7 separate regions of the Mus musculus genome follow, and all the other regions are linked to region 4. Evidence: chromatin contacts called from public ChIA-PET and promoter capture Hi-C data. All regions are on one chromosome and are shown on one strand. The core of a region is the stretch at or near the end of the contact, and the rest is flanking DNA. Distances in the headings are between cores, read along the strand shown. Region 1 holds the start of Bap1 (Brca1 associated protein 1). Region 2 holds the start of Sh3bp5 (SH3-domain binding protein 5 (BTK-associated)). Region 3 holds the start of Capn7 (calpain 7). Region 4 holds the start of Dph3 (diphthamine biosynthesis 3). Region 5 holds the start of Stab1 (stabilin 1). Region 6 overlaps Sh3bp5 (SH3-domain binding protein 5 (BTK-associated)). Region 7 holds the start of Smim4 (small integral membrane protein 4).

The links. Promoter capture Hi-C pulls out the DNA fragments that hold promoters and counts their contacts. ChIA-PET counts read pairs in DNA pulled down with a chosen protein or histone mark. Capture Hi-C pulls out chosen DNA fragments and counts their contacts.
Region 1: a contact with region 4 is called in a promoter capture Hi-C map of liver, with 2.8 times the contacts expected there. The contact joins the promoter of Bap1 here to the promoter of Dph3 in region 4. A contact is called at or near these places in 5 of 39 promoter capture datasets (the HPC-7 cell line, cranial neural crest, liver and 1 more), 5 of 484 Hi-C or Micro-C datasets (CD4 T cells, CD8 T cells, Sertoli cells and 1 more), 3 of 115 datasets of contacts at active chromatin or transcription factors (cardiomyocytes, large pre-B cells and memory CD8 T cells) and 4 of 9 other capture datasets (adipose tissue, embryonic stem cells, liver and 1 more).
Region 2: a contact with region 4 is called in a promoter capture Hi-C map of neural stem cells. The contact joins the promoter of Sh3bp5 here to the promoter of Dph3 in region 4. A contact is called at or near these places in 2 of 39 promoter capture datasets (neural stem cells and pre-B cells), 7 of 115 datasets of contacts at active chromatin or transcription factors (acute myeloid leukemia, astrocytes, embryonic stem cells and 4 more) and 2 of 9 other capture datasets (adipose tissue and liver).
Region 3: a contact with region 4 is called in a promoter capture Hi-C map of liver, with 3 times the contacts expected there. The contact joins the promoter of Capn7 here to the promoter of Dph3 in region 4. A contact is called at or near these places in 13 of 39 promoter capture datasets (the 3T3-L1 cell line, 3T3-L1-derived adipocytes, HPC-7-derived erythroid cells and 8 more), 10 of 484 Hi-C or Micro-C datasets (CD4 T cells, CD8 T cells, Th1 cells and 6 more), 13 of 115 datasets of contacts at active chromatin or transcription factors (the SCID.adh cell line, astrocytes, cardiomyocytes and 7 more) and 3 of 9 other capture datasets (adipose tissue, embryonic stem cells and liver).
Region 5: a promoter capture Hi-C map of pre-B cells shows a contact between it and region 4, with 4 times the contacts expected there. The contact joins the promoter of Stab1 here to the promoter of Dph3 in region 4. A contact is called at or near these places in 2 of 39 promoter capture datasets (liver and pre-B cells).
Region 6: a contact with region 4 is called in an RNA polymerase II ChIA-PET map of memory CD8 T cells, with 8 read pairs. The contact joins the enhancer-like site here to the promoter of Dph3 in region 4. A contact is called at or near these places in 1 of 484 Hi-C or Micro-C datasets (the N1E-115 cell line) and 5 of 115 datasets of contacts at active chromatin or transcription factors (acute myeloid leukemia, differentiating embryonic stem cells, memory CD8 T cells and 2 more).
Region 7: a promoter capture Hi-C map of neural stem cells shows a contact between it and region 4. The contact joins the promoter of Smim4 here to the promoter of Dph3 in region 4. A contact is called at or near these places in 6 of 39 promoter capture datasets (the C10 cell line, embryonic stem cells, erythroid cells and 3 more), 2 of 484 Hi-C or Micro-C datasets (CD4 T cells and memory CD8 T cells), 3 of 115 datasets of contacts at active chromatin or transcription factors (astrocytes, pancreatic cancer cells and thymic regulatory T cells) and 1 of 9 other capture datasets (adipose tissue).

What each region holds. Positions count from the first base shown.
Region 1 is chr14:31,249,203-31,253,009 of GRCm38.p6, reverse strand. It overlaps Bap1 (Brca1 associated protein 1), which reads right to left and starts at 1,521. Exons shown (of 17, transcript NM_027088.2): 1 at 1,356-1,521; 2 at 1,231-1,260; 3 at 1,056-1,110; 4 at 1-82. The coding sequence starts at 1,392. It overlaps Phf7 (PHD finger protein 7), which reads left to right and starts at 1,695. Exons shown (of 11, transcript NM_027949.2): 1 at 1,695-2,305; 2 at 3,293-3,402. The coding sequence starts at 3,362.
Region 2 is chr14:31,434,350-31,438,170 of GRCm38.p6, reverse strand. Sh3bp5 (SH3-domain binding protein 5 (BTK-associated)) reads left to right here and starts at 2,071. Exons shown (of 9, transcript NM_011894.3): 1 at 2,071-2,360. The coding sequence starts at 2,214. Gm35907 (a long non-coding RNA gene) reads right to left here and starts at 2,937. Exons shown (of 4, transcript XR_383329.4): 1 at 2,853-2,937.
Region 3 is chr14:31,334,840-31,338,715 of GRCm38.p6, reverse strand. Capn7 (calpain 7) reads right to left here and starts at 2,078. Exons shown (of 21, transcript NM_009796.3): 1 at 1,733-2,078. The coding sequence starts at 1,834.
Region 4 is chr14:32,084,212-32,087,842 of GRCm38.p6, reverse strand. It overlaps Dph3 (diphthamine biosynthesis 3), which reads left to right and starts at 2,151. Exons shown (of 3, transcript NM_172254.4): 1 at 2,151-2,433; 2 at 2,862-2,936. The coding sequence starts at 2,326. Oxnad1 (oxidoreductase NAD-binding domain containing 1) reads right to left here and starts at 2,115. Exons shown (of 8, transcript NM_145460.2): 1 at 1,790-2,115.
Region 5 is chr14:31,166,903-31,170,830 of GRCm38.p6, reverse strand. Stab1 (stabilin 1) reads left to right here and starts at 2,190. Exons shown (of 69, transcript NM_138672.2): 1 at 2,190-2,419. The coding sequence starts at 2,339.
Region 6 is chr14:31,397,259-31,401,196 of GRCm38.p6, reverse strand. All of the region lies in intron 3 of Sh3bp5 (SH3-domain binding protein 5 (BTK-associated)), which reads left to right. Among named protein-coding and RNA genes, the nearest start is that of Gm35907, 36 kb to the left of the region's middle. Within about 2 kb of position 1,771, at least 55 of the 459 cell types and tissues checked have an H3K27ac peak or open chromatin away from gene starts, as enhancers often do. A contact at or near this core is called in memory CD8 T cells, where this site is marked.
Region 7 is chr14:31,127,512-31,131,169 of GRCm38.p6, reverse strand. Smim4 (small integral membrane protein 4) reads left to right here and starts at 2,240. Exons shown (of 2, transcript NM_001308091.1): 1 at 2,240-2,537. The coding sequence starts at 2,387. Nt5dc2 (5'-nucleotidase domain containing 2) reads right to left here and starts at 81. Exons shown (of 14, transcript NM_001374087.1): 1 at 1-81. The coding sequence starts at 13.

The DNA.
Region 1 (3,807 bases), core at 272-2,771, 830 kb after region 4:
GTCATCCACCAACGTAGAAACCTTGCGGCGGGACCTGCGCTCTTCGATCCATTTGAACAGGAAGATAAATCCATACACAGGCCTAGAGAAGCAAGAGGCAGATGACAATCAGCATCCCCTTCTTTCTCTCCCTAATCCTTTGCACTGAAATGCTCTTGCACTGAGTCCCTCACTCTTAACCAAACTGTATCCAACATGGCTCTGAGACCTCAAACCCCAGAAGCCTATCACAGGCAGTCAAGTATGAGCCTGAAGCTCTCAAACCCCACTCGGTCTATGAGGTCTAGGCAAGAGAAGAAGGAAATCTGGAACTGCTGGCCCAGGATGGAGCAAGGTAGGGACACAATAAAAGGCACAAAAACGTTGATGAAGAATTAAGTACCAACTCACTGGTGGACCTCGGCCTCCAGTCCTAGTAAAATGAGTATAGTGCGTGAACTCCCAAACCAGTTCCTTCCCTTGGAAGCAGTTAGGTTCTCTATGCCTCTATTCTATAGATTTCCAAAACAAGACTCTGAGTTTAGGTACCTAAAAAAGGCCTTCTCACACTAACCAATCAATACAGGACAACTGTGTTCAGTTTTGTTGACACATGGTCTCACTAAGTAGCGTAGGTTGGACTCAAACTCAGAGATCTGCCTGCCTCTGCCTCCCAAGCATTGGGACTAGAGGAGAGCGCCACTAATGGTCAGGACAAATGTTGTGTGGTGATTAAAGGCACAGCACATGTGGTGATGTAATTAATGGACTGTACACTTACAAAAAAGGTGCAACACTATGCAACGGAGGGTTCCGGCTGCAAAACCAGAAAGGCAGCTCAACTGTACTCCACGAGTGCTTAGGGTTAAAAGGAGGGCTACAGCTTTCTAAGGAGAAACACTGAGGAAAGACTGAGAAGAAAAGAAAAGTCCAAGAGGGCACCCACAAAGAGTGACACTTTCTTATGTGATATTTTATATAGCTCAGGTTTTCTAGTACTGCCTCCCTTGAATGGGGTACTATTCCCCTGCCCTTTCTCGGCCCTCCGGAGGTAAGGGGGCGTCCCAGCCACTCACCCCTGGCATTTACTCTGAAGGTCATAGATCTCCTCCACTTGCACCCCTTTGACACCTACGATCAGGAAAGGAGAGGTCGGCAGGGCAGTCCCAGGCTCTGCTGCGAGAACTCAAGGACCAACCCCCACATCCACACCAGCCAGGGACCGAAGGTCGTGGGTAACGGGGTTCTTACCGAAATCTTCCACCAGGAGGGTGAAGAGGCCTGGGTGGGACGACAAGAAGAGGGATTTGTCATGCAGGTGCGTCCGGGGCCCATCCGGCCTCCCCAGCCCCCGGCCCGCCGAGGCCCCTCCGTACCTGGGTCACTCTCCAGCTCCAGCCAGCCCTTATTCATCTTCCCGCGGAGCGGCCTCTCAGCGCCATGTCCAGGCCCTGCTAAACCCGCGCCGCCCCCAACCGGGAGCGCCCACCGCCCTTAGGGCTTCTCAGCCCCGCACAGACAACGGGCCGCGCCGCGTCACTCGCCCGCGCCGGACGTACAACGTCATCATCACACGACGAGCCTAACCCGGGGGCTGGTCTTCCGCCGGCCGAACGGCGGGGGCGGAGGCGGAGACAGAGGCGGGCATGCACGCGCGCGCGCGTCGAGGCGAGGGCGCGCACGTGCGGAGGGCGGGGCGGGCGCGCGGCCGTTAGCGGTCCTCGTTTTGGCCACAGTCCGCGTGACCCCATCCCCCCTCAGCACGCTCGCCTCCTTCGACGGCGCAGTCACCGCGCGGGGCGGCCGCCCGTGAAGTAGTTACCACGTCTTGTGTCAACGACTAAAGCTCCGGGACAGCGGCGCCCTCGGCGACAGCTGGGTGGGCAGCCTGGGCTGAAAGCGGTGGCCCGTAGCTTCCGTGAGAGCGAGCAGCGGAAGCAGCCTCCAGCCTGGCCTCGCCACAGCCGCCCGGCAAGGGAGCCCTGGCATGCGCGGAATGCTCCTTGAGCCCTCTTCTGACTGTTACCTTTGGGGGACGGTTGTGGCCACACTGACGTATTTTCCAAATAAATCGTTTATTCTTGCGGCGGCGGGACCGAACACGTTAATATATTTTTAATTTACCCAACACTTTTATCCAGTGATACAACTTGGTAAGCGTTTCGAGCGAGCATCCGCCGGGTTAGGAAATCGCGGACTGAGCAGCTTGCATTTGCCACGACCGTCCTCAACTGTTTTGAAGATTCCATCTTATAACTACCAGTGTGCACAGACTACTACTCAAGTAACGTCGTGTCCCAGCGATGCAAAGAACTGAAATCTCAAGGTTTATTTCTATTTTAACACAGTCGGGTTTAGCGCCAACATACTAGGAAGTAAAGTAGATCCCCGTGGGGACACGGAAAGGTTCCAACCCATCTCAGCCCATCCACGTTTAGTAAGAAAACAAACTGATGTTAGCTCTGCAACTGCATCTCCTGTGTTGGGAAAAGCTAGCGTGAAGTTTTGATGGCTTGTAAGCAGTTAGCAGTTAGAAAAGTCTGACATTCATGAAGAGATTCAGAATCGCCAGCCTTGACTTGAGGCTCTGGATACTGAAGTATAGTATATCTCTGGAGGGACCTAATTGACTGAGGTCTTTTAAGAAATGCTGTCCAAACCCGGCAGTGGTGGCGCACGCCTTTAATCCCAGCACTTGGGAGGCAGAGGCAGGCGGATTTCTGAGTTCGAGGCCAGCCTGGTCTTATAGTGAGTTCCAGGACAGTCAGGGCTACACAGAGAAACCCTGTATCGAAAAACAAAACAAAAAAAGAGATTTATTTTATGTATATGAGTACACTATAGCTGTCCTCAGATACACCATAAGAGGGCATCAGATGCCATTACAGGAGCCACCATGTGATTGCTAAGAATTGAACTCAGGACCTCTGGAAGAACAGTCAGTGCTCTTAACCATCTATCCGACCCGGTTCCAATGAGATACTGCAATGAGATAAAATTATAACACCGTAGTTGATGTCAGCTTTTGTAATCATTAAATCTCACCTAGGATCACTGATTCTGACCTTGGCCATGACGTTTATCTCTCTAACTCAGTCTCCTCAACTTGAAAATAAGGGTTATTAGTGTGCCTATTGTTAAGTGCCTAAACGGTTCTTGGAACCATTTAATCACTATTGGCCATCACTAGCATTAATATTGTCTATAACCCCTTTATCAAATGAGTTGAGAAGTATACTGTTGCTTTGATCTTGTAGAACTTGATAACCAAATGTAAAATTAAATTGCTAACCTATTTCGTTTATGTTTGTAGCTGGAAAAGCCTGCATTATCTTCATAATAGCACAGAAGAATTCTAGATAGGAAGGACAGACGGAAACGAATGAAGACTTTAAAAGAAAAAAACAAACATCCAAGATTGAGGTAGAGTAGGTGACCTGAAGGAGTTGGGGAAATTCCTTTGATACACGCTGCATTTTCTGCTTCCTTTAACATACTCTTGGGCTAGGGTTAGAGAGTGACAAAGCGTATATCAGAGCCCTTCCCCCACCCCCAAGAAGCCCTCCTCTCTTCCCAGTGCTGTCCCCAGTGGCTCAGTGGCAGCTGTGGAACTTTACTATTTAAATCTCAGTGGTGCCTGAGCTAGTACTCCTCTGAGCAGGGTTAATCTCAGAGGTGGCAGGCGGAATTCTGAGTGCCGGCTATATAGCCAGCCTAGTCTATAGAGGGAGTTCCAGGACAGCCAGGGTAGTTACACAGAGAAACCTTGTCTCAAAAGCCCAAACAAAAAAGAAATAGTACTCCCTTTTTAGAATGTTGTGTTGAACT
Region 2 (3,821 bases), core at 822-3,321, 650 kb after region 4:
GTAGGTGCTTTCCAAAAATGACAAAAACGCAGATCCAGACAAGAATCATCACAGCACACATTATCTGGGGCGTTTCAAACTGTAGTTAAGCTCAAAGTGTTTAAAATGGCCACCAAGATCCCTGCCAGAAATACGCGTGCCAACCTTGAATAGCCCACAGGGTGCTGGGGAAGGGGTAGCCATCTGCTGTTTTGAGTTCTGGCTGTGTAGCTCAGGCTGGTCTAGAACTTGTGATACTCTGGGGTTTGCCTCAGGTTATGGACTGGAGGTTTTGGGTCCTGTGCTGAACTCTTAACTCCTAATAGTCTTAGGAAGTGACAAGGCCAGGAGGGTAGGAGGTCTGAGCAAATGGGACTAATATACTTCTTAAAAAAGACCTCAGAGATTTTCTAAGGCTTTCTTCCTGACATAAAAGTTTGTTGAGCAGTTGGAAGTCCACAAGCCCAGGAGGGCCCTCCTCAGAACCTGACTTTGCTGTGATTTCTGGCCTACAGAGTTAGAAGTGGGTGCCATTTAGAAACTGTGGTATTTTGACATAGCCACCCTCCCCAACAACGGTCCTTCCTTTGGAGTAGTTAGCAAACTGTTTCCTGCTGCCTGGTGGAGTTACTCCTGTATGTCTGAGAACTTGTAATATAAAGGGTTTGTCACTCTGTGCGTGTGGTACACCTTGGTGGCAGCATCGGGGATGGGTGTGTGTGTGTGCACCAGCCGGGCAGTGGTGACACATGCATTTAATCCCAACACTAGAGACAGCCAGGTGGATCTCTAAGCTCCAGGCTAGCCTGGTCTACAGAGCAAGTTCTAGGACAGCCAGGGCTACACAGAAAACTCTGTCTCCTCCCCATCCCACCAAGGAAGCCAAAATGGTGGTGTGTGTGTCTATAATCTCAGTGCTTCAGAACCAGAGGCAGTGTGACTATATATACAGTGTTAGCTGTATAGTGAGCTCTACAGGAGGAGTGCCTGATTAAAAATGCAGCACATGGGAGTCTACCTTTGGAAAATCAGAAGGTCGAGGCCAGTCTGAGCTGATAAGAGCTTGACACCAGCCTGGGCCGAGGTTGTTTCAAACAAACAAAATGAGTGAGTGGGAAGTCAGTAGACAGACCTAATACGGGAAACTGTTGGAAGGGAACACAGGGTCAGGCTTTTCCAGAGGGGAGATTGAAGCACGGGAGGCCTGTGGTACACGTGAGATTCTCTGGTACTGGCTTTGAAGAAGACTGACCAGTTGAGAAAGAGGACAGATACCCCTTTGCTTTGCTTCTGAGGTGGGGGAAAAGGCAGGATCACAGGCTCCGAGAACAACTCTCTCAAGCAAAGCTGTCCTCCAAACTCCCTCTACAAAGTATCCACTTTGCTCAGGGCATCTGACCAGGTAGTCCCTGACCTCACAGTGGCCCTAGCACCTGTAAACGTTCAGAGAAACCTGTCCACTGTTAGCCCTTTTGTGATGCCCAGTTGGCTAGGCAAGCTCTAGCTTGGTGATGTTGGGCAGAACCACATAGTTCCTACACTGGGCAAGCTTTGCCACGAGCAAGCAGGGCAATCTCTTTAAAAAGCCGCCCGATCCATAGATTTCCCCCCCCGCCCCCCCCAGCTCCATGGGCTCTTCGTGCATTCAGAATATCCAGGAAAGCCCTAAGAGCTCATGCCTTCGCTTGCCGAGCTTTGCCCAGCAGACTCCAGGCTATGATGTCCACTCGGTGGCTGGACCTGGCTAGCCATCCTCTGTCTGCTGTACAGACAAGATTAGGGTAGAGTTCCCTTTTCTGTGACTCCAAATAGACACAAAGGTAGCTTTGAAGAATGGAAATCACCCGAACTTTCCTTCTGTGCCTTGATCTGCTTCACTGGAGGCAGGAGGAAACTACCTTAAGGCGGCCCACGCTCGGGCTGGTGAGCCACTGGGCGGCACCTCTCCTAGTGGCCATGGCCGGGACTCCAGTGCACTGGGCTTTTTGTGACAGAGTGTCGGGTGACACAGGCTATCACGGCGGCCTGGGCAAAGTGGGTGCGGTGTACTGCGGGCCGCTGCAGACAGGGGGCAGCCGCGCCCACTTCCTCTGCCACTCCGCACTCGCCGGCGGAGCACCCGGGGTGGCAGCGCTGCGCGCTCAGACCTACCCGGCTGCGGCGAGGTGGCCCTCGGTGCGTCCGGATCCCACCGTGCGCTTTGCGACCCGGCTGCGGCGCGTTCGGCTGCCCGCATGGACACGGCGCTGAAACGGAGCCGCTCTGACGAGCCGGCGGAGCTCCCGCCGCCTGCCCGGGAGGTGGAGGAGAAAGAGGAGGAGGAAGAGAGGATGGAACAGGGCCTGGAGGAGGAGGAGGAAGAGGTGGACCCCCGGATCCAGGTAGGACGCGTGACAGGAGCCCACAGCCGCACCCCACCAGGGCTACCGTGGAAGTCGGCATCTAACGCAGACACATGCCTTACAGCCTCGCGTGTTCGCGGTCGCGGGGTGGGGGCTGCCTAAATTCAGGATCTTCACCAAGGGTTGGAACACCCCATTTCACGGTCTCCCTGCGGAAGGCTTCGGTGCCCGCGTGAACGCGGCCTGATTATTGCGGGGATCCCTGCAGACCCTCGGCCCAACCCGAGGGTCCCTACTACACGACCAGCTGTTCAGGCGGATTGCAACAAAGGAAAAAGGGGGCGGGGGCCCCGAGCGGAGTCGGGGTACCTCAGCGCCACGCTTGGAGCACTGCACAGCCTCGGGGCTGCAGCGCAGCGTTATCCCACCTGCGTGGATGCAGACATCGTGGTGGGCGAGCAGGGCAAGGTGGCTGTCGCTTGCCCCTGTAGTGTGGGCTGCACCGGTGTGGGGTGCCTCGTGAGCCCTCACCTGGCCTGGGCTGCCGTCCTCTTCATTGTCAACACATGGTGGGCGTCGTTGCCGTTGCCACCGTTGGCACTGTGTTGCACTTGGCCTGAGACTGTTTAAAACCCTCCTTTTCCTTGTGAGGTCAGTGTGAACGTCCACCAGGGACAGCTGCTGCGCAAAGCCGACGCGTGGAGGCAGGGAAAGCAGAGAATGCCTGGCTTTCTGTGCCTCCATTTCCAGGAGAGAGAGTTAAAAAACAATTTCCAGGAGTGACAGCTTAACCTCTTCACCTTCCTAAGCACAAAGCAAATTCCTTTTCATGACCCGTTTTGTACCCTTTCCATAAATCATTTTTTAAAAAATAGCTATTAAACATACTTTGCAATTTCTGGATCCATAATTGGTTTTAAGTGCACAGATAAAGAAAAAAAAAGAGCCTGCTTTAAATTCATCAGTTTGGCTTAAATTAATTATTTTGTCAAGTCAATACACTAAAGATCAGTAAGAAAACCTCCTCATTGGTTATTCTGTTAATTCGGGCCCTGGGCTTGGATTACAGAATCTTGTGGATTTGGTGTGGAATTTTGTTAGCAAGACCTTTGTTCACAGAGCAAAGATGAGCTGAACGAGGATGAGTTAACTCATGTTGGCTACTTACAAAATGTCAGACTGCAAATGTTTAAAAGAGGTAGGGTTACAGTCAGTTAACCAACACCCCAGTTAGGCAGGGCAAATAGTTCGCAGTTAGAAAAAAAAAAAATCATCTCTTTATAGGGAGATAGCCCATGATGAGTTAATGCTGGAAGTCTGCCTTTGGCTGGGCTGCACTGGCCGTATTGTCCTGTTCTGATTTCCTCGAAAAGTTCTTTCCTAAAGCAAAGGGTGCTGTTTTGACTGGGTTAAGTTACTGTTTATGACAGATGAGTTCACCTGAAAGAAAAAAAAAAAGAACAATGACTTTTCAGAGAAAGATAAATCTGTAGGACTTTA
Region 3 (3,876 bases), core at 829-3,328, 750 kb after region 4:
GATTGTTTAAAAAGTCAAATTGTTACCAACTTTATTTTACTCATTTCATATTCAAAAGTGAAAATAGAATAAGGGGCAAAAAATAAAGACAGGGTTTCAGTATGTAACCCTGGCTGGCTTGGAAACTGAAAAGTAGACCAAGCTAGCCTTAAATTTATGGAGATCCACCTGCCTCTACCTCGAAAGTGCTAGGATTACAGTAGGTAAATAGCTCTTGCTCTAGTGCGCTTGCTTGATCGCCCCCCCACCCCACCCCACCCCACTCTCATTCTGTCTCTCTCTCCTCCTAACAGGGCCTCATATGTCCTAAGCTGGCTGGTCCTTCTGACTCCTGGTTTTACACAGTGATGAAGATCGTAGCCCTCCTCACTTTCTTTTTTAACTTTCTAAAGGATGAATTTTAATTCCTAAATGACAACTTCTAAAAGGAAAAAAAAAAAGTTACATAGTATCTTTAGTTTTAGAAAAGGCTATTTACATTGAGAAAGTCTTACAATGTAGCCTAAGCCAGGTTGAATTCAGTGATCCTCTTACCTCACTGTACTGGGGGTGGGAGGGTTTAAAAGCAAATTAGTAGGTGCCACCACACTAGGCTATATGGTAGTAGTTTGCTGACTTAGAATTTGCTGAAGTTGTTTCACAAAACTACAGCAGAATTTTCTTTTAAAGAACTATCACCTGGTAGTCAGGCATGGTGGCACATTCCTGTAAATCTCAGCAATGGGAAGGCTAAGGTAAGGGGAAGACAAATTTAAAAATAGCTTCCACTATATAGCAAGAACCCCGAGAACGAGGGCGACAGGGCAGGGAGACACCGACACAGACACAACACAGACAGATACACACACACACATACACACACACTCGGGTGTGGTAGGGAGGTAGGATTGTAAAATCAAAATTAAGAAACTTAAAACGAATGATCCTAAAACAAAAGTGTCTAAATATAAGGTAGGTTTTAAAATAAAAATAGTAAAATATTAGCAGAAAGCAAACCACGCTTTACTGATAACACGTAAGCATAAGGGGGAAATTTTTACTACTTCCGTATAATCAAGGAAAAGATGCCCATATCATGACGATACAACTGGAGGGGTGTGTTTGCAAACCTTCAGGACTGGAGAACACAGGATGAACTGCGGAAGTGCATACCCTTTGACAAGCAACTGTGCTCCCCATCATCCAAAACAAGTATCACATTTTTTTTAAAAAAAAGCTCTAAGGATTTTAACTGCACTACTTCAATGCTGGAAAGCCACAACCAAATACAGAACATGCTGTAAACGTAGCACATGCAAGCAACCAAAGGTTATCTAGGTACAATGCAGAAGTGAGATGTCAAAATAGTACAAACGATATGATTCAAGTTTGGGGGTAAGAAGGCGTGTATACACACATACACTCAGAAAAACAATCATGGAGACATACATCGAATGCTAGAGTACGATGAATTTTTTTCCTAATTTACTTTTTCTTTCTACCTGGAACGTGCACTATTAGCATATTCTGACGGATTACCCAAGGTTGGCCTCACATCAAGGGTTGCATCAAGGCCAACAGACAGCGAACAGGGTGTTCACTCCCCATCCCACCTCGGCCGCCACAAGCAGCAAAGCGGCGGGCATCTGCGGCCTGACAAGCCGGACAGCCCCAGCAGGACCCCGCCCCTCCGCCTTGGGTTCCGCCAACACTCGATCGGGTGACGCGGCCGGAGCCGAGTGCTTGTCCTCACCTTGTAGTAAAACACCGCCTCAGAGTAGCGGCCTTCGTGGTCGCGCTGCACTGCCAGCCGCGCGAACTGCACGGCGTCCCGCTCCAGCGCCGACGCGTCCATGGCGCCCAAGGCCCCACGCCGGGGGAGGCAGACAGGCCCTGACGCGGAACCCCGACGCCCGGAGGCACTGCGGCGAGAACTGGGGACCCCGCGGGTGGAGTGGCAAAGTTTACTTTCGAGGGCGGCGGAAGAGATGACGGAGCCCCACTACCTCAGACCCGCCCGGAGGACTGCGAGCTCCGAGCAGCCCGGGCTCGGAGCCCTCGCGGCCGCCCCCACCCCTCGCGTCCTTGCTCCGCCCATCAGCCGCATTGCGCAGGCGCAGTCGACCCCGGCCGGGAGGGGGAGCGCTCCCGCCGAAGCAGGCGGGGCTCAAGGCGATCGTAGGTGGGCGGGGCCAGAACAATGTCCAGTGGGATTGGACAAGAGGAAGCAGGTGCCAGGGCGAAGCTGAGGGCTCCGCTTCCGCCTGCTAGAAAGAAGGTGCCAGTGCCCAGGAGGTTGTTGGAGAGAATCAGGGGATGGCTTGAAAGGAGCATGCGCGTTATGGAGCCCTTGGTCCGCTAAGTGAGAAGGGTAGGCGGAAAGAAACAATCAGTAGCACCTCGTATTGCCAACTGGTTTAATTAGAAATAAAGATATGAAATGAGGCTAGGAGGTGCTTTTGAGATGCTCTGGTAATGTTCATTTGACAAACTAAAGTATGACCTTCTACGGCTCCCCAAGGCACACCGAAGTGTATTGTTTGAATTGTCTACAAACCAGATGATGTATTTTTGACTTGTATCTTAGGGCAAGTTGAAGGTTGTAATTACATAGTAAATGGTAGTGTGGTTGCTTTCTTTTATCCCCTTAAAAGTTTGAATTCAGCAGTGATGAAAATTAACTAATGGCAAGTGCCAGAACTTGGATGAGATTCAAAATCCATGCTGTGTCAAAGTAGCAAGTCTTGACAAAATTATACACTGTATGATCCCACACATAAGAAACATTAACGCAGCATATGGTGACACATTCCTGTAAGCCAGCAGTCTGGAGGCTGTGGTAAGAGGACTGGGCCAGCATGATCTACACAGCAAAAACCCTGAACGACCCCAGGAGGCATATGTCTGTTGTAGTGGAGCACTCTCCGTGCAAACATGAACACAAATCAGCTGGAGATATTGCTAAGAGTTGATTGTGAGCCTGGCTGTGGTGCTCGCTTTTAATCCCACCACTCCAGAGGCAGAAGAAGCAAATCTCTGAGTGCTTGGCCAGCCTGGTCTTCAGAGCTCATTACAGGATAGTAGTGTGGCCACACAGAGAAAACCTGTCTCAGGGAGAGAGAGAAAAGGAGTTGAATTGATTGTGATCCAGTCTAGAGTGGTATCAGCTGTCTTCAAGCTCAAGAAAGACTCCTTAGTGATGCTCATGCTGGTGGTTCAGGATATTCATTATCAAGGTCACAATGGGGTGGATGTTACTACTGAAACTGGTCAGTGTACAGCTAAAGAGGCTGTGGTCAGCATCCCTGAGCATCATGTGTGTCTCGACCCTCCACCTTGCTTGTGCCAGCTATGAATGTCTGTCGTCCCCTTCCTCCATTCTTACAATCTCAAGCCTTAGCAATAAGATTTTCTTCATACCAATCCCCTGAAGGGGCTTTTGTTCCATGTCACCATCCCCTAGAGAAGCTCTTAGTGTTTAGTCTTGGATGGCCCCTCACAAATGAATCATGAGACAGACAAATGATCTTGCAGATGGGTAGTTACACATTTGTTTGTTTGTTCACCAATTGAAAAGTATTTGCTTATACTCACACATGCTGGGTCCTTACCTGCCAAATTTCCCAAGTTTCATGAAGCTCCAAAAGTATGTTCATGAATCTAACTAAAAGGCAGGAAGTACTTTTACGGCTAAGTATTTTTCCCCTAGGTTTAAATGATGGCTCAGTGGTTAAGAGCATGTATTCTTGCACAGGATTGGGGAGGGATTCCCAACACCCACCTAATGGCTCACAACCTCTGAACTTCCAATTTCAATGGCCTCTTCTAATCTCCAAGAACATACACCAGTCACACACCAGACTACAGTGGAGCAAAATGTTCATACACATATATAAA
Region 4 (3,631 bases), core at 902-3,401:
TGACCTTCGGAAGAGCAGTCGGGTGCTCTTACCCACTGAGCCATCTCACCAGCCCTCACTGTGTTATTCTAATGATCAAACACACATAAGAATTATCCAGAACCCAGTGTCAACTACCATAAATAAATGGCTCATTAAGTTTTTCCTTTACTATTTTAAATAATATGCACACAAATGATTTGTTGAGAAGTTAAAAAGAAAAGCTAGCTGATTATAACTTCAGTCTTTAAGATGCCCCAGAAATTTGTTTTTGATGGGTCTGAACTGCTTTCTAAAACATCAGGTCCAGGGCTGGAGAGATGGCTTGGCAGTTAAGAGCACTGACTACACTTCTAGAGATCCTGAGTTCAATTCCCAGCAACCACATGGCCAGAAAAGGGTGGCCCGGAACTGGAGTTATAGACATAACTAACTTCAATATAGGTGCTAGGAATTTAACGTCGGTCTTCAGGAAGAGCAGCAGTGATATTAACTGATGAACCAGCTCTTCAGCCTTTTGTGTGTTTGCTTTTTAAATAAAAGACCTAAGAACTTATACACACTACGAGCCTCGTGTGGCCGGTAGCCTCCCCAATATGGAGCTCACCAACTTGTCGGCCCCTGCGCTCCAGAGATCCACCTGTTTCTGCCCCTGCTTGCATCAATGCTGGGGTTACAGATCGATATACTTGCCAGGCCATTCCCTACCAACAACTGCATCCATTTCTGCGCATTCAAGAATGGCTCATAAGAACTAAAGATCATCTGAACTAAAGACAGACACTTGGAAATCAGTTTTCTTCCTGTGTCCCAGAGGTTACCTGGGAAGTATTTATACCCATAAAGATAGAAGGCTTTCACTGCATTTCTCTTCTGCCCAGACAGGCTACAGCTAACCTGCAACAGGCTACAAAGATCTCCTAATTGCTATTTAGATCTTCAATTATGTTAAAAAAAAAAAAAAAAAAAGGAATGGAGATCTTTGAAACAACCTTCCATACACTTAAGTTCTGGGTTTTTTCCTCCCAAAGGCTTCTCTGCCCATAGGTTTTCACACTTCAAAAAGGCTTCAAAATATAGTGTCCTTTAAACATGCACAAAATTGGTAATTTATGCACACAACTGTACATACTTAAACACTGTTACAGAAATGTAAACTACATAAGTCATACATGACTGCTGAACTATTCATTCTCGTGCAAAAGAATGTTAGATTCCAAAGGATCTACTCTCAGAAGAGGATGTAAGAACCAAAGAATGTAATTTTCCAACCCCCAGAGCTCTTCAAGTCAAACTGGAATCCAGTTCTGCCATACTACTTTTCACTACACTGCACTCCTCCAGTGAGATGAGTAACTGCTTAGCACTACTCCAAAGTCCCTGGTTGTAACCGGAACAAGCCCAGCACGGCTCTCGGAACAACGTGCTTCTCAAAGAAGAGGCTGCACGCTGACGAAAATACCAGGAACACCATTCCTTTTACCGAGAACTAAAGTTCACATAAATAATTTGTTCCTGGGCTTTAGAGACAGCTAGGCTCATCGTTATGGCCTAGGTATGCAATCTTGGGCAAGATGCCCAGTCTCTAAATCTATGTTAAAGATGAATAAAATGGATTTTTGAACCTCAAGATCAAGTTTAACATATAGGTTGCCCACTAAAAACCCCAATAATTAAAAGCTACTGTGCCCACCACTGCAGTGAATATTTAAAATATGGCTAGAACTCGCCCCTGTCTTGCAGATCTTGGTTCTCTACAACACAACCGGGGTATCAGAAAGTGGCTGGGGTGAGAGAGGCAGTGATGTACCTGCAGGCAAGAACTCATAACAGGCCAAGAGTCACTCAGAGTTCAAGGTCGCCTGAAACGCAATTGCAGGAGCGCTGTGGGCCGAGAACTGGAGAGGACGCTGTGTGGCTCCCTGAGCCTCAATGATTCCCCCTTTCAAGAGGGCGTAGCCTCCGCCAATTCTTTTAATGTCCTCTGAAGTCAGCTATGGAGGACAAGACTCCACCTGCATAGAAAACTCGTTTATATCCCAAGCCCAAACTCCCCGGGCCCCGGACTGACGTAACCGCCATGAGAGGGAGCCCTTCACACTATTGGTCGCTGGCACCCAGTGGACGGAGAACTGCGCAACGCTGCTGCGCAGGAAGCACCATCTTTCCGGCGCTATCTCCATGGCGACCGCGACCGGGTCACCCTTTTGGCCGCGGCGGTAGAAGTTACGTCATCGCCTGTGCGTCCGGAAGTGACTGTTCCTGCGCCAGGGTGGACCGGGAAGACCGGGCCTTACCCTGCCTGGGCGCAGGTAGGCAAGCTGATGCGGTGCCGACCGGGTGACCATGGCGGTGTTTCACGACGAGGTGGAGATCGAGGACTTTCAATATGACGAGGACTCGGAGACATATTTCTACCCTTGCCCCTGTGGGGATAACTTTGCCATCACCAAGGTACTCTAAAGGGCCCGCCGGCGATCCCTCGAGCTTGCGCATTGTCGCTTCCGGTGTCCCTGGGAAGGCTCAGTTACCCACGTGTTCTTCCGAACCCCCGCCCCTAAAGTAGTAACCTAGGCTGTCTAGCATACAGGGTCGGGTTAAGGGCGCTGTTCTCCGTAGTCCCGCCCCTAAGTGTTTTTCTTTTTTTTCTATTTTTTTTTCCCCTGGGAGCTTCTTTGAAGAAGGGAACTTGATTTTGTACCCCAGGGTTTTGGAGGCGATCGAACCAATCTAATCTCCCTGTTTTTTTTTCCTAGATGACACTTGGGAGGAAAGTTCTTTGTGTTGTTACCCAACTAAAGACTTGCCCATAGACATAGGAGAGATTTATGGGAAGTTGACGAAAGGCTATGCTGACCATATGTTGTTTGATTGCGTTGTAGGAAGATTTGGAAAATGGAGAAGATGTGGCCACGTGTCCTAGCTGCTCACTCATTATAAAAGTGATTTATGACAAAGTAAGGGATATGTTAAAGGGGATGGGTGGTGTGAGCTAATGACAAGGGCCTAAAGGAGCCTGTCTGATAGAAAAGGGCGGAAGAGTGTTGGGTGTTGGTTTGTTTTTTGAGACAGGGACCTTAAGTAGCCCTGGCTATACTGGAACTCATGATGTGAACCAGGCTGGCCTTGAATTCACAGAGATCTGCCTTTTATGTAACTTATGATCACTTTGGAAAGGGCAATAAAGAAATTGCTTTGTAATGAAAATTGATGACTTAATCAGGAATGAAAAATTATGGTTATTTTAATTGATGTTCTTCCTTTTGACATTTCTCTTGTATTTAATATTTAGTTTGTTCAGAGCTCTAGGATATTTTTAGAAGATTGCATTTTATTGCTTGCCTAGCTTATGTACAGAATCTACCTTGTTTGAGATATAGTTCCTAGATGTAATGTTACAGTTCCATGTTCCTTTGTATCCATTAGGAATGGCAATAGAAAAGGGGTAAATATCTTTACTTCCCACCCAAAGCTCAGTTAGTGCTTTGGAGTCTAAGTACAGAATGTAACAGTCTAGAGGATAAATTCTAAAATGACTATAGGGTAAGTTGGACCAAAGCACAGAACTTTGTGGGAGAAGCAGGTGTTAATTTAGACAATAATAGAAATGTAATGATTCATTCTTATTTTAAAATGGTTTATGGAGCAAAGA
Region 5 (3,928 bases), core at 941-3,440, 920 kb after region 4:
GGGGAAGGTGGGAGGGTCCCCAGAGCAGAGCAATGCTGAGCTGTGGTCAAACCTGGGGTCTAGGTAAACAATAGAAACCATCTTCAGCTGGAAGTGGTGGCGTACACCTTAGTTCCAGCACTCAGGAGGCAGACTCAGGTGGATCTCTGGGTTCAAGGCCAGCCTGAGTTCCTTCCAGGACAGCCAAGGCTATATCTGTCTCAAAACAAAACCAAAGAACAACTTCATTTTATCCCTTCCTTGTCTGTTCCACACCGGTGTCAGTCCAGATGGTACTCCTGTCCTTTCTCAGCTAACAGTACTCCAGGAGAGACAAAAATGAACTATTAAAGAGCAGTGCCAGCTGATTGCCAGTGCCAGAGGGGCTGAAATCAGGCCCTGGGCTGCCCCAAAGCCTGGTGTCAGGTCAAAAAAGTGCTCTGAACCGTGATTAATGGAAAAAAAAACCCAGGCCGAGTTTATCTGAACAAAGAAAATCTACTTCTTTAATCAGGCAGCCCTGAGGACAGCAGCCAGAAAGACTAGCCGAGGCAACATTTAGAGGAGACAGAAAGGACTTAGTTGGCCAGTTGACGACAAAGCCTGTGGCGCGTAACTGAAGCCCATGCTGCAGCCCAGACCCATGCGTCTGCTTTGTGAGGCACAGCAAGAGATTTTAGTCCAAACCAATTAGCTTCACCATCAGAGACCACACCTACCTGGGAGAAGGGAAGAGCACACAGACATATACCATATACCTCTACCGTATACCTTTACCATATATATACACCCATAGCATATACCCTTGCAGTTAATTTACTGGAATAGAAAAGCCCCAGTTGGCCAAGAAGCAAAGTAGAAGGCTGGGCATGGTGGCATACGCCTTTAATCCCAGCACTTAGGAGGCAGAGGCAGGCGAATTTCTGAGTTCAAGGCCAGCCTGGTCTACACAGAGAAACCCTGTCTCGAAAAAACAAAAAGAAGCAAAGTAGAAAGGGAAAATGTACGGACACGTGGGAAGGAAAGAGTCCAGCAAAGGGGCAGAGGCCCTCCCTAAAGCTGTAGCCTGACTGAGAGTTTCTTCCCCAATAGGGCAGCCTTGTCCAGCCTCGGTGGGAAAAGATGCACCTTATCTTGCAGAGACTTGATGTCCCAGGAGGGCCCCATGCTCTCAGAGGAAAAGGGGAAGTGGGACGGGGAGGGATTCTGTGAGGGGGACCAGGCAGCATTTGAGATGTAAATAAATAGATATGGGCGGTGGTGATGCACATCTTTAATCACAGCACTTAGAAGGCAGAGGCAGGTGGATTTCTTGAGTTCAAGGCCAACCTGGTCTACAGAGTGAGTTCCAGGACAGCCAGGGCTACACAGAGAAACCCTGTCTCGAAAAAACAACAACAAACAAAACAACAACACTAACAACAGCAACAAGCCCAGCAACAAAACCCTTAAGTCTTATTAAATGGTGACTGAGAGATCTGCACACATGTTCTTGGGTGTGGTTTTTTTTTTTTTAAACACTATTTTTAATGAAACCTCAGTTTTATTTCATACCCGCCAGTTCTGAATTCTTTCCTGCTTTGAATCCATGAATCCTGGGTTTGCCTGAGTGGAGGTCCCTAAAAGATTAAAGGAACCCCCCAGACTGTGCTCGGTGGCTCTACCCAGTCACTACAGACTTCAGGGCCAAGTGAGGGACGTCACAGACACCCACCCACCCACCACAAGCATAGAGGACTGAAGTGCAATGGAACCTGGGCTGTGGCTGCAGAGTTAGGGGTGGGCTCAGGAAGGCCATGAGGCTGGTAGGGGAGACCAGTCTGAGGGGCTAGCATGGTGTTTCCACCTCTACTGGTGTCTGACGGAAAGACTGAGGCAGCTCACCTGGGGGCCAGCCAGCCCAGGGGCTGTCCAACAACCTCCTAGGCACCAGAACCCCGAAGCTTCTGAATGAAAAAGCCAGCTTGACAGATGCAGGGAAAATTATTTATTGGTGCTTAAATTTGCTTTAGAATCTCCCCTAGACCCCAGGCAGGTGGCTAATGGTGGGTCTGGACCTCTAGACTATGGTGCCAGGGAGCAGCGTCCTGGGCCAGGAAGCCCTGAACAGGGCCCAGGTCGTCCATGTGGGGGTCACTGGCCAGCGTCTTCCCTTCCGCCTGCAGGCTGCTGATACGCAGGAGGAAATCCTGGTGGGTTCCTGTGGGGGTGAGCTGACGGATAGCTTTTAAAGCGGCTGCTCACCCACCCTGTCCTGCCTCCTTCCTCATGCCTGCCTCTTGGAGTTCACTCGCTGCCTGCCGCTGCTGCAATCACTGTCCCCACACTACTTTTGTCTCAGACAGCAGACCTGCCTGCTATGGCAGAGCCCCGAACCCTCCTTCTGCTCTGTGTCCTGGTCCTCTGCCTGTCAGACTCCAGCTTCATCCGAGGGCAGACGGTGAGTGGGAGCCAGGGTCAGGGAACAGGGAGGGACCATGATAGTTTGTGTATGGATGTGTTGGGGTGGGGGTATCAAAGCAGCTGGTACCTGTCTGAGCTCCCTGGGGGCCCAGGGACCCAGACTATTGTTCCACCTCCCCAGGCTGAAGTCTACGGCTGTTCTACCTGAAGCTTAAAGGCTTCAGCAATTTTTCCCCTCTAACTCTGTCGGGCTAGCTGGTCATGTACTCTGGGCAGTCATCCTGGGTTGCCTAGCTTATGAGTGAACAGGGACAGAGCCAGCCCCATCCTCCTGGCCTTCTTTCCCAGACTGAGACCATAGTCTATGCGGCCCTCACCTGGGGCTTTTAAATGTGATCGTTACCTATCCTCCGGGAACTATAAACCAAGGGGCTCAATCAGAACTTGGCCACCAATATGCCCGTGGCCAGCCCCAAGCCTGTGTGGAACAGACGAGATCCATTGGACAGACAGCAACCAACAACAATGTTCTTAAGTCTCAGAGAGGCCCCTGAACGTGGCCCCTTCAGTCTTTATAGTCTTTAGCAAGCTTGTTTGTTTCTCCTGTTCGAAATCCCAGGCCCGAGGAGGAGAGCCGCAAGCTGTTCCCTCTGGAGCCATAGTTGGGACCACAGCCTGCGATTCTTACTCAGGACTGCCATTCCCCACCCAGTGTGCTGAGAACACAGGGCCTCGTGAGTGGTTGTAGCATGGCTCCGGAGGCCAAGAGGGCCTGTCCCTAGGTCTCCCCAGCTCAGAATTGCTGCGTGAGCTTTGGGGAGAGCTTCCCACAAGTGTGGAGACTGAGTTTTGGATCTGTATCTGGGCAAAGGAGCTTCCCTCGTGAAACCGAGTTCACCTTCATCTTAGGCAGCTTCCGAGGCTCCCGTGGCAGAGAGAGGGGATCCACCACCAGGCAGCCATGGGGGCTTGGTCCCGTGGGAAGGGGATTTCATGGCCAGGCCAGGGCTGGGTGGAGCAGGTGGGACATCAGGATAAACATGATGGAAAACCACAAGATCCAGGTTGTGCCAAGCTGGAAAAGCACCTTGCCACCCGTGTCCTGGGCAATGGGGACAGAGGTCAGTGAGAAATCTCAGCTCCGAGACCTGCTGTAGTTCCAGACAGTTCTAAGTCTGTCATTCTGAGACTGAAGCCCAGCCAGCCTGGGCCAGGGACGAGGTCCTGAGGTCCTTGTGGGTAGGGATGTAGCCATGCTGTCCTTACTTTCCCCTCACAGTCCCTCATCCTGTATGACCTGGGACACAAGCTGCAGCTGCTAGGAACGTAGCCTCAGAGGGAAGAGAGGACCCCTGAGTCGACAGCCAGCACAGGTGGCATTAGGACTTGGCATAGCAGGCTCCGGCAGCAGATGCAAGGAGATCTGCCTGTGGGAGGGTCTTAGCATGTGTCCGTCCATCTGCCCGGGGACGACTTTGTGTCGAGGACAAGCCTGGGGATCCACAGCCACAGCACAAAAACAGGGGCATTGGCTAGCACCCAGCTT
Region 6 (3,938 bases), core at 522-3,021, 690 kb after region 4:
TCGGAACGTTGCAGACTTTATTTTGCAAATATGATTTTGGATGACTCACTTCCAAAGGCCACGTCTTAGATGCAAGCCCTCGTGGCTTACGTATGCTGTTGGGGCGGCCTTTCCCGAGCCTAGCCCATCTCCTGGTGCCCCCACATCTCCTCAGCACCTCCCAGCCCAGCTATCTTATCAAAGTCAGTTGTCCTGATAGCTCACCCAGAGGTGACAGTGATCTTATGTGCTCTGTGGCTGGGTCATGGTGCCTGGCATGTGGCCAGACACTACAGGGGTTTCCATAAGGGTGCTATGCGACTGGTACCTGAACAGAGCAGAGAGACCTTCCTGGAACAAAAGGTCACTGTGCAGATTTGAATCGCATCCCTGTCTCTTCCCCGGGACTCCACTTCCCTCTATAGAATTTAGGCCTGCCTGGCTCCATGCTCACAGGAGTACCTTAAGATCAGTTGTTCACAGGTCTGCAAGATAGATCAGCCAGGTGCCAAGCCTGAGGGCCGGGGTTTGATCCCCAGGATCCATGTGGTGGAAGGAAGCAACTTGTCCTTGAACACCCACATCATTCCATCCCACACTCAACCCAGGTAGGACAAAAGAAAATCAGTGGTGTGAATCTGTGCGGGCTACACGGATCCTGTGCCCTCTGAATCTGCAGGCTACACAGATCTTGTTCCCTGGGGAACCCTGACTGTGGAGTACTTCGTTCCTGTGTCCAGTGTTAGGCCTCAGAGGCAAACCCTGAGCAAGAGGCCTTCAAGCCTGGCTGCCCTGACCAATCCAGCTGCCCTTCTCTGACTCAGTGATGTCCTTCAGCGTGCCCTTCCTCTGCCAGACCAGTTGTGACAATGTGGAGTTGTTCCCACAGTTACTGAATAGTCACGGGATGTTCTACGTCATTTCAAATTCTGTTGCCTTTCCTCCCAAGACCAACGAGCTCTGTGGGGTTTACAGAAATTTTAGAACTTTGGATCAGAGGTACTTACTAATAAAATCTGTGTAATAGGATTATATAATGTAATCTGAAAGTGTCTAAGATCAGAAACAAGGTGGTTCCAAGGCTTGCTTCAGGTGAGGGATGCTCAGCTTGTGCTTGAGTGAATCCAGCTGTGCCGGCTCAGAGGCGAGACTGGAGGTGAGAGCTTGACCCTTCAGTGAGCTAAGTGCACCAGGAAACTGACAGAGCCAAATGAGCCAGGGAAACCCTAAATGCTGGAGCAGGCAGGCATGGGAAGTCAGGGTCCCTGGCTGATGTGGCTTTGGAATGACCCAGGTTTCTAGATGCAGATATCTGCAGTCCCCGTGATGGGACTCAGTGTCTCCAAGGTGTTTACAAGATTATTAAGAAAACAACCAAGTAGCAGAATCATTCAAGATATTGGTTGCCAGTAAGTTTGGCAGTTTTTCTTTCTTAGGGAGAGGGAGAGGTGTCTGTGGTGTGTGTGTGTGTGTGTGTGTGTGTGTGTGTGTGTGTGTGTGTGTGTGTAGGTCAGAAGACAACTCTTAGGGGCCGGCATTCTTTATACCACTTGAGTCCTGGGGATCAAACTCAGACCATCAAGTCCCACCACCACCATCAGTGTCTCTGCCTCCTGACCATCTCACTGCATAGGTCCTGATAAGTCAGTTTATTAAGAGTCAATTTGGGCTTCTGCGTTGGTGGCTTCAGCTTCCTGCTCAAAGCTGCTTGAAGTAGTTTTAGCAGTCTCAGAGTCTACGTCATGCAGTGGCTTGTTGATTCTCAGGGTTAGAACTTTCCCCACAATGGTTTTCTTGTAGTGTTTTTGTGGGTGGGGAGGAGGGGTGTGGGGGTGAAGACTGAGTCTCACTGTGTAGGCCAGGGTGGCCTCAAACTCACAGAGATCTGCCCGCTCTGTATCCCAAGTGCTGGAATTGATTAAAAGTGCATGCCACCATGCCTGGACTCCTGGAGTGAAGCTCAAGGTCTTGCTGAGATGAGAGCTAATCCTTTAGTTTTCTGTGGATTGGATAGGATCGATCAGTTTCTTTATGCCTCTCGGCAGAGCAGTATCCATCTTTCTGCAGACTTCTCTTTGCACCCAGTAAACAACATTTTGATTTGGTGAACCACCCACTTGGGTTCCACCGCGTCTTTCTGTATTTTGGAAAACCATGGCGGCAGGCGATGTGGCTTCCTGGCCAGGATGGAATAGCAATAGCGGTGAAACAGGATGGAGGGGTGGGGTGGAGCTCGCCTGCAGCACCACAGCCTCACCTCAGGTTGTTTTCAAAGTTGGTCACACATATGCCGCCATATGGTAAAAACCACAGAAATGTGCACCTATGATTTCCAAGAGGTTCGAGTGTCCCCCAGGGCTGTTTCCTGAAGTCTCTGGGATCGGGGTTATCCTCTAGCTCGGGAAAGATGAGGTTCAGTGAGGGATAAGCTGGGGCTGGAGAGGCGGCATCGCCGTGGTCACTTGGTGCGTACTGCCAGTGGATCATTCCGGTGCTTTCCCACCGTCCTTCTCTGGATACTTCGAGAATAAATGCACACACAGAGACATTGATTCTATTGTGTGAGCCACAGGAGAGCCCAGAGAATCACAAATGCCTTAAAATAAGTGGCCACAAGGGAGTTGTTTACAGCGTGGCTTATAGGTGGGTACCTTAATTAAACAAATATTTCTTACACACTGGCAGCCTTCTAGATATGGAGAGAAAAAAACCACAGCAGCAGGGCTGAAGGAATCGATTGGCCCAGTGGCTAAGAGTGCTCTTGTCATGAGTATGGAGCTCACAACTGCTGTAACTCTGTCCAGCTCCAGGGGATCTGAGAGGCCTTCTTCCATACTCTCAGGGCACCCAGACATATCTCTCTCTGTCTGTCTCTCTCTCTCTGTATATCTCTCTGCCTCTGTCTCTCTCTCTCTCTAACACACACACACACACACACACACACACACACACACACACCTGCGGGTGAGCGCATGTCAAAACGAAAGTGTGCCCTGCTGTGAATGAATTAGGGGCTGGCATGTACTAGACTTGACTGTCCTGAGCTCTTGGGCTCTGGCCACCTTTCACCCAGTTAGTTGTGTTGCTTCTGTAACTTTGAGTTGTCCTTCAGTCTCTTCCCATCACGTTCTCCCTTCACGCTTTTCCTGGCATGGAGGAACCTTGGACAGACCGGGGAGGCACCCTGAGCCTCCATCACAGGGTGAGTTGATGTTTGCAGAGGTCATTTTGTATAGACCAATGAGTCTATCCTCTGCCCCTGCAACCCTTGGGGGTTAAGTCACTGTAGCCCAGAGCTACAGGAGGTTGGAGCCTGGCCAGGACAGACATTCTCCAGTTCCCACAAGCCTCTGCCTAGTGCGGAAGGGGTCATGGCCAGCCACCCACTCTGGCTTTCTGAGTACTTCTTGTCACAAAGGCATGGGAGCGTATCAGTGGCTTCTGAACTTACATTAGCATGGTGGAAAGCAGGCTCCAGGCGGTCGTAAGGAACACATGAGATTGACTCAAGCCTGGTGTGGGTCGGGATGTTTGTATAGGCTGGTGGGGTGCCGAATACTCTGACTGGTACCCCGTTTCTGAATGCTGGCCTCTGTGACGAGCTTGGTGTCTCTTTATAACATAGTGGAGTTTGTGATCACGTATTGTTCTGGGAATGGTGGGTGGCTTGTGAGTATCGTGCCAGCACAGCCTGACTGTCGCCTTCTTGAGCACAGTGAGAACTCGGGACAGCTCCTTCTGGGTCTGGCTCCCAGAGGCGGGGGGAGGAGGGGTGGGGAAGAATGATGAATATAAAGGAGGGGCGGGCAAGTTGGAGGGACCTGTGGTCACCTGTGCTAGGTGCCATGATGTTGATATAACTGTGCTCATGTGAAGGTTTTGGTCTGCAGACTTGTGGTCCAGCTGTTTGTCTCGAGGTCCAGACTGCCTTTCAAACTATTATTGACCACATGTTGGAA
Region 7 (3,658 bases), core at 991-3,490, 960 kb after region 4:
CGGCACCCGCCATGCCCCCTGCGCGCTGCCCCGGCCGCCCTCCGCCCGTCCGCTGGCCCGCCTGCCCGCCGCTCTCCGACTGCCCGCCCGCCACCGTGGCCGCGTGCTTCTCAAGGCGGCCGGCCAATGGGGGAGGCGCGCGGAGCCCATCCGGCCAATGGACGCACCACTCGGCCCAGGGGGCGGGAGGTCTCCGGGACGGGGCGGAGCGGGCTCCGACCCCCGCCTCCTTGTCCCCTGCTCGGCTCAGGGGCTCTGCGCCCCCCTTTGGTCGTCTCGGTGGCGATGGCGGTACCTTTCCTCCCTTGAGCGGGAAGTCGCAGAGCCCCGGGTCTCCGCGAGATCCTGGACGGCCGAGGAGCAAGAGCGCTCGAGTGTACTGCTCTTCCTTTGCCCAAGGGTCTTTTTGCCCCTCCCCTGCTCTTCTGTCCTATTCTTTCCAGACCAGTTCTCCTGCCCCGGGGCCTCGTGCCCCTGCCCCAGTTTCTGACTGACTGCACGTTCCACTGGAGCTGAGGTCGCTAAGACAACAAGAGCTCTACTTGCTTTCAGTACCAGTCCCAAGCTGGCTAAGACCACTTGGCCTGATGGGCAGCTGACGCCTGCTGAGGCAGCATTTTCTTTGTATTGCCTGGTACCCAACCCAGGTGATCGACTTAAATGAGGAGCCTATCTACTGGGCATACGCTTCTGGCTGTGGGCCAGGATCACTGCAGCCACCAGGTTTTGGCGGCTGTAAAAGGATGGGCCAGACGGTGCAGGCCCCCAGTTGAATTGCCATGGTTTTTTTCAAGCGCTGTCTCAATGAAATTCTTTTCATTCCATCCACTTCTGTTTTCTTAGCTTGCAGGTGTACACTAGGAAAGGCTGGGCCCAATGTCCATTGTTGGTGGTGAGTTGCCCAACTGAACACACGTGGCTGTTGGGTTTAAGGTTGTGTGTAATGTGTACGTTTGTAGTTTGCCTGTACCTATGCTGAGGATCGGGTGTATCAGATTCTGGTCTGGGTAGTCATGGATGCCGAAGGGTGGGCTTATGGGTGGACCCTTGTAGGTCCATTGACCTAGGTGGGCTGTGAAGACCTGGCCACATGTGGATTCCTTCCAAGTGGATGACACTTTACAAGTTTCAGTCCTCAGATCCAAGAGAAATGGCACCAAGTGCCAGGCGTTCACTGTGTGTGGCTTCTCCAGTAGGTACCTCCAGGCAGGCTGCGCTTAGTCAGCTGTTTATGACCCCCCCCCCTCTTTCTCTGCCTTCATGGTTCCCTCACTGCCTCTATTCCTTCCCCAATAAACTCCTTTCATACCAGATTTGTTGCACAGCATAATTTCTCAGGGGCATACCTTGGCATGGGCCCACCAGGCCTCCTCGCTGCAATCTGTCATTTAATTCTGTTTTTTTTTTTTTTTTTTTTGATACAGGGTTTCTCTGTGTAGCCCTGGCTGTCCTGGAACTCACTCTGTAGACCAGGCTGGCCTCGAACTCAAGAGATACGCCTGCCTCTGCCTTCCAAGTGCTGGGATTAAAGACATATGCCACCACTGCCAGGCCATTTAATTCTTTTAGATTGTCAATTCTCACAGCATCATAGAAAGGCTCATCTTACAAGGGTGCCGATAGGGTTGTGGTTTGACAGCGAAGTCACTCTTTACCTTGATCCTCTTCTGTAACTATTGGTTGTGATGCTTAAAAACACTACAAGTTACCAGAATAACGGTAATTTCCCACTTATCATAGGTTTATATTATTTTAGCATGTTTGTTATAGACAGTTGTACTTTTTGCTGCGACGATAAAATTCAGCTTTCGAAAATGCATATCGAGTTATGTTTGTATTAGAATCCAAGTCAAACCAGTCACATCCAGAAATAAAAGGAAGGAGTGTCACGAAACTGCATTTTAGCTGATTTCATTCACAAAGGGTCGACACCTCGGTCAGGGTATTACAAAAAAAGATGGCGATGGCAGAGTAGGGGGCGCGGCAGTAAACTCTGAGCCTCAGCAGTGAGAGCAGGTCGAGGGCGGGGCCGCCACGCCACGTTGGAGACCCCGCCCCCCGAAGGTTCTCCGTCTCCAGAATCTAGGCGCGTGCGCAGGCTTCTTCAGACCGACTCAGCCTCACAGAGCACGCGCGCTCAAACAGCACTCTGATTGGAGAGTCTGAGAGTCCCGCCACATTCTGATTGGCGGAGCCGACCAGGCTTTGGGTCTGTCCTAACTTCCGCGACCTAACTCTTGCGGCCGGGCTGTGGCGCTGCAGTCGAGTCTTGGTGCTCAGTCCACGGGACTCCGCGGACACGCAGGGGTCCGCAGGGTTATTTGTACTGCCTCCGGGAACACCAGTCTGCCTGGTTCCGTCCCTACCCCACTGGGAGGCCTCGGTCATGTTCTCCAGGGCCCAGGTGAGGCGAGCTCTTCAGCGAGTGCCCGGCAAGCAGCGATTCGGCATCTACAGATTCCTGCCCTTCTTTTTTGTCCTGGGAGGTGCGATGGAGTGGATCATGATTAAAGTGCGCGTGGGCCAGGAGACCTTCTGTAAGTGAGGGTGCAGCAGCCTCCGTTTCTCCCGTGGGTATGCGATCCATTCAGTTGCAGAGTTCCTTTCACTTTGGGCGTTAGGAACAGTGTTTTGACAGTTCTCGTGCAGCGAGGCAGGAGGCCCTTAGGGCTCTTGTATTTTGTTCACATTGGCATCCAGCCCTCCTCCTCTTCCGGCATTTGAAGAGGGCACGTGCCTCTAGTCAGGCCGTGCAGGTCTTTGTAGCCTGTCCTTGGCCCTGCTGGTGACTTTGGGCCTAAGGAACAGGATTAATCGCATGTGGAAGAGGAACCAGTCCTGAGGGAAATTCAGAGATATAGCTCAGAAATTCAGGTTAAGGCCCTTGCCCTTTGAGAGCTTTAGCCCAAACTCCTGAGGAAGTTATCCCGGCTGTCCTAGCTAATTACTACTGGTCACTCGCTCTCCTTAGGTTATGTCTTTGACCTAGAACTGTGAAAAGAATGTCTGGCATTTCTGAGAACGGCCTCTGGAACTGCCAGTTCCTTTCAGGCTTTCTCCCAACCTTTGGGCCCTTTGTCTGCCTCTCATGTAACTTACCATTTGAGAATTTTAGGTTGTTCTTTCAAAACCTCCATTCATTTCTTTCTTTCTTTCTTTCTTTCTTTCTTTCTTTCTTTCTTTCTTTCTTCCTTCCTTCCTTCCTTCCTTCCTTCCTTCCTTCCTTCCTTCCTTCCTTCCTTCCTTCCTTCCTTCCTTCCTTCCTTCCTTCCTTCCTTTCTTTCTTTCTTTCTTTCTTTCTTTCTTTCTTTCTTTCTTTCTTTCTTTCTTTCTTTCTAAGATTTATTTTGAGTACGCTGTAGCTGTCTTCAGACACACCAGAAGAGAGCATTGGATCCCATTACAGATGGTTGTGAACCACCATGTGGTTGCTGGGAATTGAACTCAGGACCTCTGGAAGAGCAGTCAGTGCTCCTAACCACTGAGCCATCTCTCCAGCCCCTGATTACTCTTTCTATACTTTGACGCGGAGCCCGACTATGCTGGCCTTGAATCTTCAAAACTTAGAGTCATCCTCTGGGTTTACAGGCATGGGCCTCCACTTAATGTTTAATAACTATGAGAATATCTAGCGAAGAAGGCAAGTTTCAGAAGAGCT